Linked DNA regions of Oryctolagus cuniculus: region 2 is linked to region 1. A link is a contact called in public Micro-C data. All regions are on one chromosome and are shown on one strand. Each heading gives the region's core, a stretch centred on a gene start, on an enhancer-like site or on the middle of the called end of the contact. The rest is flanking DNA. Distances are from core to core; before and after follow the strand shown.

Region 1 (6,815 bases), core at 904-3,403:
AGCAGGAGCCCCGCAGGGCGAGCCGCCCACCACCCCACCAGGGTCAGGGCCATTGAAGTTTGAACTGGAGGCCTGGGGCGAGGCGGGGCTGAACTGATTGTTCACAGAGGACATAGTTTGGGGGGGGGGGGCGTGTGCACACCCATTTCCTTAACCTCTTGTGGACAACTTGGAAGTGTCATGCCATCAGCTGCATGATGGAAGCCAATGTGACAGCCGTGGTAATTTTACCACAACGACCTGATAATGAGCTACAGGCGATCCCCGGGCCGCAGCCAGTGGCCATGTTGGGTTGGGGCCAGTGCTGGTGAACGGAGGGCTTTGGGGGGTGCAGGTGGCGCTGCAGGGGGGCTGGCCCTGCGGGCTTTGCTCCCTGCCTCCTAGCCCACATCAGCCGAAGCCAGCCGCCCTGCGCTGTTATCTAAAGGAGACCAAGTAACCCTGAAAAGATATTCAACCCCAGTAGTTCAGGGGAAGCCACGCGCGGATGCCCCCATGCGCGCCTAGAATGCAAGCCGGACAGGACCCAACGCCGTGCAGAACGCAGACGGCGCACACGCCCGCCGCACAGCTTCAGACACGCGCGTTAGCAGCCAAGTAGCTCACGAGCGACACGTGTGCCTCCTCAGCCCGGTAGCACACGCCCTGGCGAGCGCAGAGCCCGGCGCTAGCGACAGCCCCCAGGTCCCCCGCTCACGACAGCGCGGTCCCAACAGCGGAGGCCACCCGGACCCACGGCTCCCGAAGCCCCCCGCAGCGGAGGAGGACAGCCACAAGGAGCGCGGCCTGCGGCGTGGGCGCCGGCTCAGCGCCCCGGGACGCCCCCGACCCCGGAACCTGACAGCAATACCGAGGGGGCGGGAGGCGACCACCGCCCCGGACGGCCCCCGACCCTGGAACCTGACCGACAGCGGCACCGAGGGGCGGGAGGAGACCACCGCCCGGGACGCCCCCGACCCCGGAACCTGACCGACAGCGGCACCGAGGGGCGGGAGGCGACCACCGCCCGGGACGGCCCCCGGCGCCGGAACCTGACCGACAGCGGCACCGAGGGGCGGGAGGAGACCACCGCCCGGGACGCCCCCGACCCTGGAACCTGACCGACAGCGGCACCGAGGGGCGGGAGGCGACCACCGCCCGGGACGACCCCGACGCCGGAACCTGACCGACAGCGGCACCGAGGGGCGGGAGGCGACCACCGCCCGGGACGACCCCGACGCCGGAACCTGACCGACAGCGGCACCGAGGGGCGGGAGGCGACCACCGCCCGGGACGACCCCGACGCCGGAACCTGACCGACAGCGGCACCGAGGGGCGGGAGGCGACCACCGCCCGGGACGACCCCGACGCCGGAACCTGACCGACAGCGGCACCGAGGGGGCGGGAGGCGACCACCGCCCCGGACGGCCCCCGACCCTGGAACCTGACCGACAGCGGCACCGAGGGACGGGAGGCGACCACCGCCCGGGACGGCCTCCAGGTCGGCCGCGGCTACCTCGGCTCACCGCCCGGCGGGCCGGGCCTCGGGTCCGAGCGCGCGGGCTGGCGATCTGGAGGGGCGCGCGGGACGACGGCGGGGCCGGGGGGCGCTAGGCCGGCTCCCCACAGCCCTGCTCCCCGCCGCCCGCGAGCGCCGAGGCGCCGGCCCCAACTCACCTCATTGTCGCTGCCGGCGGCGGGCGCGCGGGGCGCGGGGCGCGGGCGCTAGCGGGGGAGCCGGCCCCGGGCGCGGCGGCTCCGCGTCTGGCTGGGCTGCGGGCGGCAGCGGGGGCTCATCTTCTCGGGGCGGGCGTCGCGGCCGCTAGCTGCGGGGAAGGGCTGCGGCGGCGGCGGCTGACAGCCGGGCCCCGGCCCCTGCCATCTTGGCGGGCGCGCGTGCCCGGGCCGGCGCGAGCGCGCGAGCGAGCGCGCCCGGGCCGGCGGCCGACGGGGTAGGGAAGGGGGCGAGCCCGCCGGGGTCCACGGGGGCGCGTGAGCGCGCGGCCGCCTGGGAGTCGGGGCGCGTGTCAGCACCCGGGCCGAGGTCGGGGATGCGCGTGCGGCCTTGGGCCCCTGCGCCCGCCGAGGGGACCGCGCGCGGCTGCGTCTCTTCGCCCGCAGCCTTTGAGGCAGAGGAGCGCGCGCGCGGCGGCCGAGGCCGGACACAAAAGGCGCGGGGCCCCGCGGTCCGCGCCTCTGGGGGGGCGGGGCCGGAGGCTGCAGAGGCGGGGCCCGGCGCTGAGGGGCGGAGCTTCTGGAAGGCGGGGCCAGGGCGGGGGGGCGCCGGCGGGCAAGTGGTGCGCGCTCAGCTGCTGCCCAGAGCCCAGGGCTATGCGCGTCGTGGCTGAGGGCTCGGGCCCCTGTACCCCGGGGCCGACCCTGGCCCCAGGGGCGTCGAGGCCTCCGAGGCCGCCGCCGACCGACTTCCTCGCCTTGTGGCTGAGGAGCCCAGGAGGGCGGGCGTCGCAGCCTTGGGGTCATCTCAAAGCCAGAAGGACCCAGCACGAGCCCTGCCTCGCCCCCCGAAACCAGAGCTTGTGAGAATCGGGGAGTCGTCCAGGTTTTCTCTGGTCTCCTGATTTTTCAATCCTGATCTTTCCTAGGAGTCAGGGGCTGTGATTGCTGTTCGAGTTCAGAGCCCAGGCCCTCGGCGTTCCCCCTCGCCACGTGTGAGCGTTTTATTCCCGGCCCGGGACCACAGTGTGTGCTTAGGGATCTTGCCCGGGCCACGGTCCACAGTAGCGCGTGCCCAAACCACGGCTTTGCTGGGGTCTCGGAATCCCAGTGTGCGTCCAGGTGAATGTCCCCCATGCAGGGTCCAGCGTGGGTCTCCCTGCCTCTTCCTCACTGGGCACAGGCCCTTGGCCGGTGTCCCCAGCCAAGCTTGAGAGGGGGCCTTGAGCAACAACCCGCTGCAGCCCTCAGGGTTAGTGCTCCTCCCGCCACGATGCGGACAAGGCTTTTGTCACTTAGACATCCCAGGTGTACTGTGGGGAGGCAGGGTTACCCCCAGTCAGCACTTGTCATATATAAGCCCTGGATATGAGCCCGTTTACTGGCAGTCTTTCCACTGGGGGCCCACTCTGACCTCCGTCTGGCATTGTGCCGGCTGCCTGGGGGGCCTGCGGCTGCAGGAGGGGGGTTGCAGGGAAATGCTGATGGCAGACTTGCTGTTGAACCCTAGCACCAAAGGCGAGGGGCACAGACCCCTGCCAGGCTTTCTCTAGAGGACTCTGGGCTGGGGGGACAAGGAGAAAGAGAAAGTGACCGGCCCGGAGTCCATCACCCAGTGGGTTCCCGGACCTCGCTGCATCCGGCTCCGGGAGAGGTCGTTTCTTGCACCCGCTGTTCGTTCCCCAGAGGCCTCGGAGAGCAGGAAGGGCGGGGGCAGGACAGGAGCCGTGCACACCCCCTCCTGTGCCCGGCCTCCCCTGGACCACCGCTGGCCTCTGGGTAATCAGCGTTAGACGCTTGGAGAAGCAGGGGGCCCACGTTTGTCCCGCAGCTCAGACTTGGCCTCGACTGACAGGTGGGAATCCCAGGGTCGGCTGAGGTGCCCACGTCTGCACCACCCGCTCGTGAGCAAAGCCTCCGACCTCCAGCTTCTCACCCTCACTCGCTCCTCTCCTTCCCCTTCTCTGATTTGCTTCATTTTTCAAAAAAGATTTATTTACGGGCTAGAGCTGTGGTGTAGCAGGTCAAGTGGTGGCCTGCAGTGCCGGCATCCCGTATAGGCGTGGGTTTGTGTCCCGGCTGCTCCACTTCCGATTCAGCTCCCTGCTAATGTGCCTGGGAAAGCAGTGGAAGATGGCCAAAGTCCTTGGGCCCCTGCACCCATGCGGGAGACTCAGAAGAAGCTCCTGGTTCCTGGCTTCGAATCAGCCCAACTCCAGCTGTTGCAGCCATATAGGGAGAGGGAAGATTCTCTCTCTCTCTCTCTCTCCCCCTCTCAGTCTCTGTAACTCTGCTTTTCAAATAAATAAACAAATATTTTTTTAAAAAAATCAAATAGGTAGAAATGCTGGTAAAAGAGAAACTAAAATTGGACACAACCCTAAAACCAGAGAGCTGGGGGCACCAGGGTATTAAGCACTGGGGGAAACTGGCCTCTCAGGACCTCCTTCCTCCTTGGACAATGCTGGGCGCTGGGCTGGGGACAGCCGAGCAGACAGCAGGTGGCAGTCTCCCTGAGGCTGGGCTGGGGGGCCTGGTGAGCGGACCCCGATCTGCCACCACTCCCTATGCCGTAGGCTGGTCCTTGCCCTCCCTGGTCCTTGGTTTTCCAAGGGGGACTCAAGACAGCAGACTCAAGCCCAGGGAGGCAGCTGGGGAGGACTGGGGTGGAGAGGTGTGTGTGGAGGGGGTGAGTACAGGGTGAGGGCAGGTCTGGGCCACCCTCTCTCCCCAGACCCCAGCCCGCGGAGCCTAGTCCCCCGCATGTTAGGGAGCAGGGTCCCGGGAGACAGGAGGTGAAGGAAGCATGGGCCGCGAGGGCTCTCCAGGGAGGCCGGGTGTGTGTGGGCATGAAAAGGAGCTACATTTATGAGCTTGGCACACACGGCCCTGGCGGCTGGGAGTCCCACCAGCTGCCTTCTGCAAACCGGAGGCCCAGGGAGGCAGGTGGCACGGGCCCACGCCCCACTGAAGGGCCAGGCGCCAAGGCTTGCCAAGCAGGGGCTTCCTGTCCGGGGGCGGAAGGTGGACTTCCCGCTGAAGCAGAGAGCAGGCGCGGGCTTCCTGCACCTCTTCTGCCCTGTTCAGGCCCCAGCAGATCAGCGATGCCTGCTGGCGTGGGGGACAGGTCCTTCCTCAGGCACTAACCTCTCGCAGACCCCTACGCGTGATGTTTTGCCAGCTTTCTGGGCCCTGCTGAGCCCACCCACGCTGACACGTCGGGAAGCACGACACTCAAGCAAGATGTGGAAAGTGGAGCTGCCTCCGGCTCCGACCTTTCTCCTGCCCAAGTTCACTGCTTTGGCTTCGGCAACTCTCCAGCGTCTCAGGACTTTGAGGATGGTTATAGTTGAGCCCCCAAGTGGGGTCGGGTGCGTGTGCGTCCTTTCTTGTTTAAATGACTGCTTATCTCAGAGCGGGATCCAGGCTTGCTTCTCCGACCTGACTCGGAACTCAGCCGGGCACAGAGGCGGGTGGAGCCCATGGGCTTGCCCACGGCTTCCTCGCCCGCGCTCAGCTCTCTCCGTGGAGAACCAGGAGGTTTACAGGCGTCAGGTAAAAATAGCTGGTGCAGCTTCCGCCGGGAAGGCACTCAGGGAAGGGAGGGATCATTTGCTAAAAAAGAAACGGCCTACCAAGTCGCTGCCATAGTTTTCGAATCTGTTTTTGGAAAGCGTATCTGGAGACTTGAAGACGTTGTTGCCTTGTCATTCAGTCCTTCTGACATCCGTCCCTGAAGAAACGAACGTGACCACAGGAAAAGCTCAGTGGACGAACTCCTCATTGCAGTCTCCTTTGCCAAAGTAAAACGCCGGAAAGGTCCTTAGGGTGCAGGGCGCAGGGAGTTCAGGTTCAGACACACCCTCCTGCTCACAGGTGCACTCAGCTGTGAGGTCCAGGTGGTGGTGCCAGGTGCGACCTACAGCAACGTGAAGGTGTGTAGTGTTTACGCTGCAGGAGCCTATGACCTCAGGACCCTGTTCAAGGGGACACAGAGGGACCAGATGATGCGGTGGGGCCCCAGAGGGACCAGATGATGCGGGGGGGACCCACAGAGGGAGCAGAACCCAGACTTGCACTCAGGGAAGACTTCCTGGAGGAGGGGCCTTTCAAGCTGAACTGAAGGTTATGGAGCTTGGCTGGGAAGGATGGAGGGAGAGCGTCGGGGCAGAGAGCAGGTGGGACGCGCGAGTGGTGACAGCGTTCACTGTGTGAGTGGAGGGGTGGACAGGGAAGCCAGCGGCAGAAGTGAAGGGAGGAGCCGTCCTGGAGTCATAGCACAAAGCGGCTTTCTCTCGAGAGCGGCTCGGGAGCTTTTAGCCTGAGAGTGACGCGACCAGATTTACCGTCCGCAGCTCTCTCACCGCGCCTGGAGAACGGCCAGCGAGACTGCGGCCAGCAGTGACGGTGGCCAGCCAGGCAGAGGCAGCAGCCACGGAGAGACGGTGCGGACGCACGCCGCCGTGGCCTCTGTGGGGGCAGAACCCTCACACTGGAGAGGCAGAGCAGGGCAGAGGTTAGTGTGATCTCTGCAGCCTGACCACGTGGGTTAGATCCCAACTGTTTTGCTGTGTGACCCTCAGCAAGTTAATTGACCTCTCTGTGGAAAGGGCAGGAGGTTGTTGAGAGCACTGGTGGAGTGGTTATGTATCTCGCTCCGACAGTGCCTGGAGTGGGAGTACTCTCTGAGTGATGTTGCTGGAAGTGCTATTATTGGCAGGTTGCGGACATGGGCAGCGGGTCAGGGAGAGAGGTTGAGAGGAGGGTCTCCGGTCCTGGCTCGGGCAGGTGGAGTCCTGGGCTTGCGGGGAGAAGTGGATGAATTCAGTGTAGACCGAGGCACCAGTGCAGTGAGCAGGTGGAGTTGTGCCTGAGCTGCCGAATCACAGGCACGCGGCTCGGGAGACGATGTGTGCCCGACAGAGATTCGCGGCTCCGAGGGCCTCCGGGGGCAGCCTGAAGTGTGGCGGTGTGGGACCTCAGCCTGTCATGGCGGGGTTTTGGGAACTTCCTGGTGCAGATTTGGTGAGGAGGGAGTAACTGCCCCTAAAAGTTGTGGGAGCGAGTAGCCATCTACACAGAACTCCTTACCCAGGCCCGGGCGCTTCACGCGAGCATGCACCAGCAGTGTTGGGTTGTCCAAGAGCCTCTGGAAGTCCTCC
Region 2 (7,864 bases), core at 210-2,709, 170 kb before region 1:
CTGGGGCAGGGGGCACTGTGGAGGCAGCGTGTGACTTGAAGAGAGATCACTGATCAGATGTTGCTGAAGTGAGACCCTGTTGAAGATGTGTCGAAGGCGTGAACTTCTGATGTGGTGCTGGTTTGTCTGGGCTGCTCCACTTCTAATCCAGCTCCCGGGAAAGCCGTGAAGATGGTCCGAGTGCTGGGCCCTGCACCAGTGGGAGCCTTGGAAGACGTTTCTGGCCGTTGCGGCAATTTGGGGAGATGGAAGCTCTCTCTCTGCCCTTCCCGCATGACTGCCTTTGCAGGCTGGGTATAGGGGAGGAGGGATGGCGCCTACCAAGGCCCCACCCAGGGCCAGCAAACCAGCAGATTGCTCCTAAGGGGACTGCTGGGCTGTCTCCCTAGGGTAGCCACAGCGTGTCAGGCGGAAGGGGCTGGGTTTGAATCCAGCCCCGCCCCTGCTGGATGAGTGTGGAGCAGGACCCTGCACAGCAGCCAGGATGGCCCTGACGTGATGGGAGGGGCTGCCGAGGAGGAGGGAAGGGGATGAGATGGGCAGGGCTTTTTGTTTAAGATGTATTTATTTTATTTATTGGAAAGGCAGATTACAGAGACTCAGAGGCAGAGAGAGGGAGAGAGAGAGAGAGGTCTTCCATCCACTGGTTCACTCCCCAGATGGCTGCAGCTGCTGGAGCTGTGCCCATCCGAAGCCAGGAGCCAGGAGCTTCCTCCTGGTCTCCCGCGTGGGTGCAGGGCCCAGGGACTTGGGCCATCCTCCACTGCTCTCAGGCCACAGCATCGAGTTGGGTTGGAAGTGGAGCAGCCGGGACTGGAACCGGCGGCCATATGGGACGCCGGCGCCGCAGGTGGCGACTTCACCCGCTGTGCCACAGCGCCGGTTCCCCGCCCGAGCACGGCTCTGACAGACCTTGCAGGTGGCCACCCACTCCCTTTGGCCCTGATGTCAGCGCAGGCCTGTGGCCCTGGCACGAGGGGCCCCACCCCCAGCCTTGCCCCCCAGCGTTTGGCCCCGGGGAGCGCGGTGCCTCCCTCCCAAGGCTGGCCCTCAGGCCGGCGCCCCGACAGTGGCCGGGGCAGCAGTTCCTCAGGCCTGGGTCCACCGGCACTCGGACTGTGCCCGCTGCGTGCCCGGCCTCTGCGGCAGAGGGAGGACGCTCAGGGTGGGAGGCAGCCCCAGAGGGACCCGGGGAGGGCTGCGTCCAGGCGGCGCCCGCGGCGGGGGCTGGGGAGCCGGAAGGGCCCGCAAGGACTCCCGTCTTGATCCCAAGACCGCCCTCCGGCAAGGGAACACATCGCGCTGGCCGCCGCCGGGGCCCGCGGAGGCCGCGGAGGCCGGGAGCGAAGCCGCCCAGCCTCCCTCAGCCTCGCCGCTCCGGAAGGACACGTGGGCTAAGACCCCGCCTCCCCCGCTGGTTGGCCCGAGCTTGGAGCACGTGACCGAGGGAGCCAATCGCCGCGTCGCGAGGGCCTTGCCCCAGGCTCCCGGGCCCGCCCTGACGGATCCTCCCGTCTGGGAGCCGCGCCGAGGCCGGCCGGCAGAGGGCGACCGAGGACAACTGACCGGCGCGGGGCGGCGGGCGCGCGCCCCGGACGTCCGCTGGCCGCCAGGTCAGTTTGCGGACGGACTTCCTGCGAGGAGCGCGCGGCTCCGCGTCTGGCGGCCGGCGCGTCGTTCCTGCCGCGCTCCGGCTCGGGCGAGCTCCGTGGGGGCTGGCGACCTGGGGCCGGGCCTCCGCGTCCCGGGTTGCTCGCCGCCTCCTCCAGGGAGCTTTCCGGGGCGCGAGGCTCCCCGGCCGACGTGCTCAAGGTGCCCTCGGCCCTGAGGCGTGGCCACTCGGGCGGCTGCTCCCGGGATGGGGGGCCGGCGTGGTAATGGCCGCCTCTCCCCAGGCCGAGGCCCTGAGCTTGGTGTGGACTCCCGTGTTCGCAGCCCGCGGTCCCTGGTGGGCGGAGGGCGTGCCCCGTAGACAGCATTCGGGGGGCGCCAGTTGGGCCCACGCGTGCCCACGACAGGGCCACGCAGCGGCCAGCTGCACCCACCGGAGCGGGGAAGATAGGGCCCCGCGCAGGGCAGCCTGGGAAGGGGGCAAGGACTTTGCTCCGCACCCTCTTCACCCACCTGCTGGCCTGGGGGGGGGGGGGCTGGAAGGGCCGCGAAGCGCCCCAAGTCGGCCGCTGTCTCCTGTTATCTTAGCTTTAGATCAATTAATTTTACTCTGCCTTTTTTATATAAAAATATATATATTTTAAAGATTTATTTATTTATTTGAAAGAGTTAGAGAGGTAGAGACAGAGAGAGAGACAGGTCTTCCATCTGCTGGTTGACTCCCCAAATGGCCCCAACGGCCAGAGCTGAGCTGACCCGAAGCCAGGAGTCAGGAGCTTCTTCCGGGTCTCCCACGCAGGTGCAGGGGCCCAAGCACTTGGGCCATCCTCCACTGCTTTCCCAGGCCACAGCAGAGAGCTGGCCTGGAAGTGGAGCAGCTGGGACTCAAACTGGTGCCCCATATGGGATGCAGGTGCTTCAGGCCAAGGCTTTAACCTGCTACCCCACAGCGCTGGCCTCATATTTATATATATTTTAAAAAGTTGTAGAGGGCTGGCGCCGCGGCTAACTAGGCTAATCCTCCGCCTTGCGGCGCTTGGCACACCGGGTTCTAGTCCCGGTTGGGGCACCGGATTCTGTCCTGGTTGCCCCTCTTCCAGTCCAGCTCTCTGCTGTGGCCAGGGAGTGCAGTGGAGGATGGCCCAAGTGCTTGGGTCCTGCATCCCATGGGAGACCAGGAGAAGCACTTGGCTCCTGCCATCGGATTAGCGCGGTGCGCCGGCCACAGCGCGCTGGCCGCGGTGGCCATTGGAGGGTGAACCAGCGGCAAAGGAAGACCTTTCTCTCTCTGTCTCTGTCTCACTGTCCACTCTGCCTGTCAAAAAAAAAAAAAAATACAAAATATGGCCCTGTTTGGTAATTCAGGAGAAGGCATTAAAAGCAATAACAGCCTTAATTGGTAAATGTAACCAGTTTTAATTTTCAGGACATTTGGCCGGCGCCGCGGCTCACTAGGCTAATCCTCCGCCTTGCGGTGCCGGCACACCGGGTTCTAGTCCCGGTTGGGGCACCAGATTCTGTCCCAGTCGCCCCTCTTCCAGGCCAGCTCTCTGCTGTGGCCAGGGAGTGCAGTGGAGGATGGCCCAGGTGCTTGGGCCCTGCACCCCATGGGAGACCAGGAGAAGCACCTGGCTCCTGCCATTGGATCAGCGCGGTGCGCCGGCCACAGCGCGCCGGCCGCGGCGGCCATTGGAGGGTGAACCAACGGCAAAAGGAAGACCTTTCTTTCTGTCTCTCTCTCACTGTCCACTCTGCCTGTCAAAAAAAAAAAAAAAAAAAAAAAAAAGCTCTGCGGAAATACAGTCAGTTTAGGATAGAGAATTCACATAAATCACATCTGTGCCAACAGTTCTAGCAGGTCTCCAGCTTAACTCTCATGTGCAGAATCTTCGGCCGGGGAGTTAGAATTCCTCACCACGGACGCGCCGTTTGCCTTGCGTGCGTCCTGCTGCGTGACCGCGATGCGGTGTGCTGGCGCATGCAGATGGGGGCACGCGACCTGGTGCCGAGGTGGTTCTGTCTTCACCCTGACACACACTTGTTGTTGCTGCCAGGTGATCTTGGCCCGGTGCCGTGCCCACTTCTGACCTCGGCTTTCTGGCTCATTCCTGGCGATCCCCCTTGCTCCATTCCTTTCTGGGCTGTTGTGTTGGGGAGTGTCTTCCGCCGCCAGTTGAACATGAACCAGCTGGCACGCATTTCCCTTTAGGCTGAAGCCGGCTGATTTGCATATATCCACGTGACAAATTGTCTGGATCTCAGTGAGATCATCTGTTTTTATGCTTTCTATTTTTGTGGTTTATGAAAATATTTGCTTTACTTAGATGCATCTTCCTTCTGCCATTTTGGAAATTGTGTATTTTTGTACTTGTGGTCACCTTTCTAGTTTTATATAACACACTCAGTCCTTTATCTGATGAGTACCCATTGACTCCCAACGTGAGTAATCAAGACACCATTGTGTTTTCTCTTCCGCCTGCCTTCCCTCCCTTCCGTAGCCTTACCACACATAATTACAAATGCAAATATGACGATAAAGCACACTAACTATATCATATATTTAATATCCGTGCATATAAATACTTGCATCTATCTTTGCATCTAAGACACTGATTTAAAATGTTCCATTGATGTGGTAGCAACTTTTTTTTTTTTTTTTTTTTTTTTAAGATTTATTTGAAAGAATTAGAGAAATGGGGACACAGAGACCTTCCATCTACTTACTTGTTCACTCCCCAGATGGCCGCAACGGCCGGGCAGGCCACATGGTGGCAGGAGCCCAAGCTCTGGGGTCATGTTGCCCTGCTCTCCCAGGCGTGTGAGCAGGGCGCTGGATTGGAAGTGGAGCAGCCAGGACTGGGGACTTGAACTGCTGCTCACTGGGACGCTGGCATCGCGTGGGGAGGCTGGGCCCCTGTGCCACAATGCCAGGCCCCCACTAGCAGCCTTCTGATTAAAAATGAAGCTGCGTCCATTCCTGCAGAGAGCCGCCCCGCCGTGGCCACACTGAGATGGAACTGGAGCGCATCAGGGTTCCTCCCTCCGGAGCCCACGTCCCTGCTGGGCTGCCCTGGCTATGCATCGTGTCCTCACCTCACCTGGGTGGCTGGGAGGAAAGGCCGTGTCCTCGCCTGTGTCCTTGTCTGCCATCACCCCCGTGGGGGTCTCTGGGGGAGCCACCTGGGTGTCAAGGCCTCGGCTGTGTCACCCTGCGTTCCAGGCAGCACGAGGCTCTGTGTGCATGACATCACTTCTGTCCTGCCAGATTCTTCTCTGTGAATCTGGGCCTGGTTGATACTAGGTCAAAAGTAAATCACGCTAGATAACATCTTAATTAAAATGTCCTGGAAGTTTCCCAGACACCCTAGTCCCAGAATCCCAGAAGAACCCAGCATTGCCCAATGCCGACCTGCGGCTGTGGCCATCACGCCCACTCTGCCAAGCCTCGTCCAAGCCCTGGGCTCCGGCCTGCCCAGCCAGGCACCCTTCGCTGGACCACACCTCGTACCTTGCTCCCTCTCAGCCGTTGCTTCTGCTTCTTCCCCCCGGGATGCTGCCCTCACTCCAGTTTTGGCTGGCCCAGACCCTCGGCCACCGCGACTCAGCCTGGAAACCACTGCCTTCTGGACGGCACCCCTCCCTCCTCCTGTGCCCGTCGCGGCCTGACCATGGCGACCGGCCGGGACCCCGCTGGAGGCTCAGGCATCCCCTCCTCCTCTGAGCGTCTCTGGTCAGAGCAAGGGGAGCCCCAGAGCTTCCTGGGAAGAGCTTGTAGTCAAGAGCTGGTTCCCATGAGCCACAGCTTCTGTGGCTGAAAAATGACCGTGTTGATGTTTGCTCCCCAGCACTGAGGACAGAAGTCCTGGGCTCGGCGGGGGTCCACAGCTGAGAAGAGACCAGTCTGCCTGATGGAAGGGGTTGGAAAACGGGGAACTATTCTGAGTACTGGTGATAGGTTGTCATCTTTTTTATTTATTTGAATGAGTTTACTGCTGGTTCACTCCCCAAATGGCCACAACAGCCAGAGCTGAGCTGATCCAAAGCCAAGAGCTTCTTATGGGTCTCCCACATGGGTGCAGGGCCCAAGGACAGGGGCCATCGTCCACTGCTTTCCCAGGCACGTTAGCACATTAGGCACATTCCAGTCCAGGAAGTGGAGCAGCTGGGACTCTAACCCGTGTGCATATGGGATGCCAGGGCTTTAACCCGCTACACCACAGCACTGGCCCTATTGTATTACTGTATTATTGGTGTATTTATTTACAGTAAAATGCAAAAGCTTGTTTTTTTTGTATATATACATTTTTTGACAGGCAGAGAGAGAGAGAGAGAGAGAAAGGTCTTCCTTTTTCCGTTGTTTCACCCCCAAAATGGCTGCCATGGCCGGTGCGCTGCACCGATCCGAAGCCAGGAGCCAAGTGCTTCCTCCTGGTCTCCTATGTGGGTGCAGGGCCCAAGGACTTGGGCCATCCTCCACCGCCTTCCTGAATCCAATGCCCCAACTGGGACTAGAACCCGGAGTGCCGGTGCCGCGGGCGGAGGATTAGCCTAGTAGCTGCGTTGCCGGCCACAAAAGCTTTGTTTTAAAAAAGATTTATTTGGGCCGGCGCCGTGGCTCAATAGGCTAATCCTCCACCTTGCGGCGCCGGCACACCGGGTTCTAGTCCCGGTTGGGGCGCTGGATTCTGTCCCGGTTGCCCCTCTTCCAGGCCAGCTCTCTGCTATGGCCAGGGAGTGCAGTGGAGGATGGCCCAGGTGCTTGGGCCCTGCACCCCATGGGAGACCAGGAAAAGCACCTGGCTCCTGGCTCCTGCCAGGATCAGCGCGGTGCGCCGGCTGCAGCGGCGGCCATTGGAGGGTGAACCAACGGCAAAAGGAAGACCTTTCTCTCTCTGTCTCTCTCTCTCTCACTGTCCACTCTGCCTGTCAAAAAAAAAAAAAAAAAAAAGATTTATTTGGGGTTGGTGCTGTGGTATAGTAGGCTAAGCTTCTGCCTGCGGAGTTGGCATCCCATAGGAGCGCCAGTGTAAGTCCTGGCAGCTCCTCTTCCGAGCCAGCTCTCTGCTGTGTCCTGGGAAAGCAGTGGAGGATGGCCCAGGTGCTTGGGCCCTGCACCCACATGGGAAACCTGGAAGAAGCTCCTGGCTCCTGGCTCTGGATCGGCCTGGCCCTGGCCATTGCAGCCATTTGGGGAGTGAACAGCACATGGAAAATCTGGCTCTCCCTCTCTGTGTAGCTTTACCTCTCAAATAAATAAAATCTTTTTAAAAAGATTTATTTATTCGAAAAGCAGAGTTAGAGAGAGAGTGAGCGAGCTCTTCCATTTGGTGGTTCACTCCCCAAATGGCCGCAGTGGCCAGAGCCAGGCCCATCCAAAGCCGGGAGCCAGGAGCTTCATCCAAGTCTCCCACGTGGGTGCAGGGGCCTAAGCACCTGGGCCATCCTCTGCTGCTTTCCCAGGTGCATTAGCGGGGAGCTGGATCAGAAGTGGAGCACCAGGACGTCGGCACCCATATGGGATGCAGGTGCTGCAGGCGGAGGCTCCATCCACTATGCCACGGTGCCAGCGCAAAGAGCAGAATCTTAAGCAAGCAGTCAGATGCTTGCTCCGGAAGGGGTGGCTGCCATTGAGACCCCCCCCCCATAGGTTAGTTCTGCCTCTCCCCTTGCTTCCTGGCACTGGGCTCGCACAGCGCCCGCTCCTGGGGTCTGGCTTCCTTCTGCCCACCGTGTCCTACATTCTTGTCCTAGTAATGCCTGCACCACTCCCCCCCCCCCCCCCCCGGCACGTGGCTAGTGAGTGCTGGTGGAGTGACCCTGGCCCCGTGAGGTTTTCTTTTACTGCAGTGAGACCGGAGTCCAATGCACTGCTGTGAAGGCACTGACGTGCGGATGGCAGGGAACGCCACGGTGCTCCTTGACTGGCACCGGCCCCGACCCGGCCTCAGTGCCCCGGCAGCAGCCTGACCTGGCCTGGGAACAGGCTGCTGCTTAGCCGCCGCAGCTCTCCCCTGACGTTTGGACTGCAGATCCTGTCCGTGGGGCACCTCCCTCGTCCTGCTCCCAGGCCCCCAGTCTAGAACTCTGGGCCAGGTCTTTGCACCAAGGCTCCCAGCACCCACCTCGCAGATGGGATGTCACGGCTGTGCGCGGACCCGAGTGGGAGGCTGGAGAATGCACTCGGCCTGCACTGCCATGTGTCCAGCGTGCCCTGAGCTGACCGTGAGGACCCAGAGACAGCAGGCCTGTCCAG

Evidence for each region. A called contact is a pair of places that touch in the nucleus more often than the background predicts.
Region 2: a contact with region 1 is called in a Micro-C map of ear pinna, with 4 times the contacts expected there. The contact joins the enhancer-like site here to the promoter of EVL in region 1. A contact is called at or near these places in 3 of 6 Hi-C or Micro-C datasets (ear pinna, psoas muscle and an unstated tissue).

Annotation. Positions count from the first base shown.
Region 1 is chr20:43,715,703-43,722,517 of mOryCun1.1, reverse strand. It overlaps EVL (Enah/Vasp-like), which reads right to left and starts at 2,153. Exons shown (of 15, transcript XM_070065396.1): 1 at 1,657-2,153. The coding sequence starts at 1,661.
Region 2 is chr20:43,888,091-43,895,954 of mOryCun1.1, reverse strand. No RefSeq gene overlaps it. Among named protein-coding and RNA genes, the nearest start is that of DEGS2, 16 kb to the right of the region's middle. Within about 2 kb of position 1,459, at least 8 of the 8 cell types and tissues checked have an H3K27ac peak or open chromatin away from gene starts, as enhancers often do. A contact at or near this core is called in ear pinna, where this site is marked.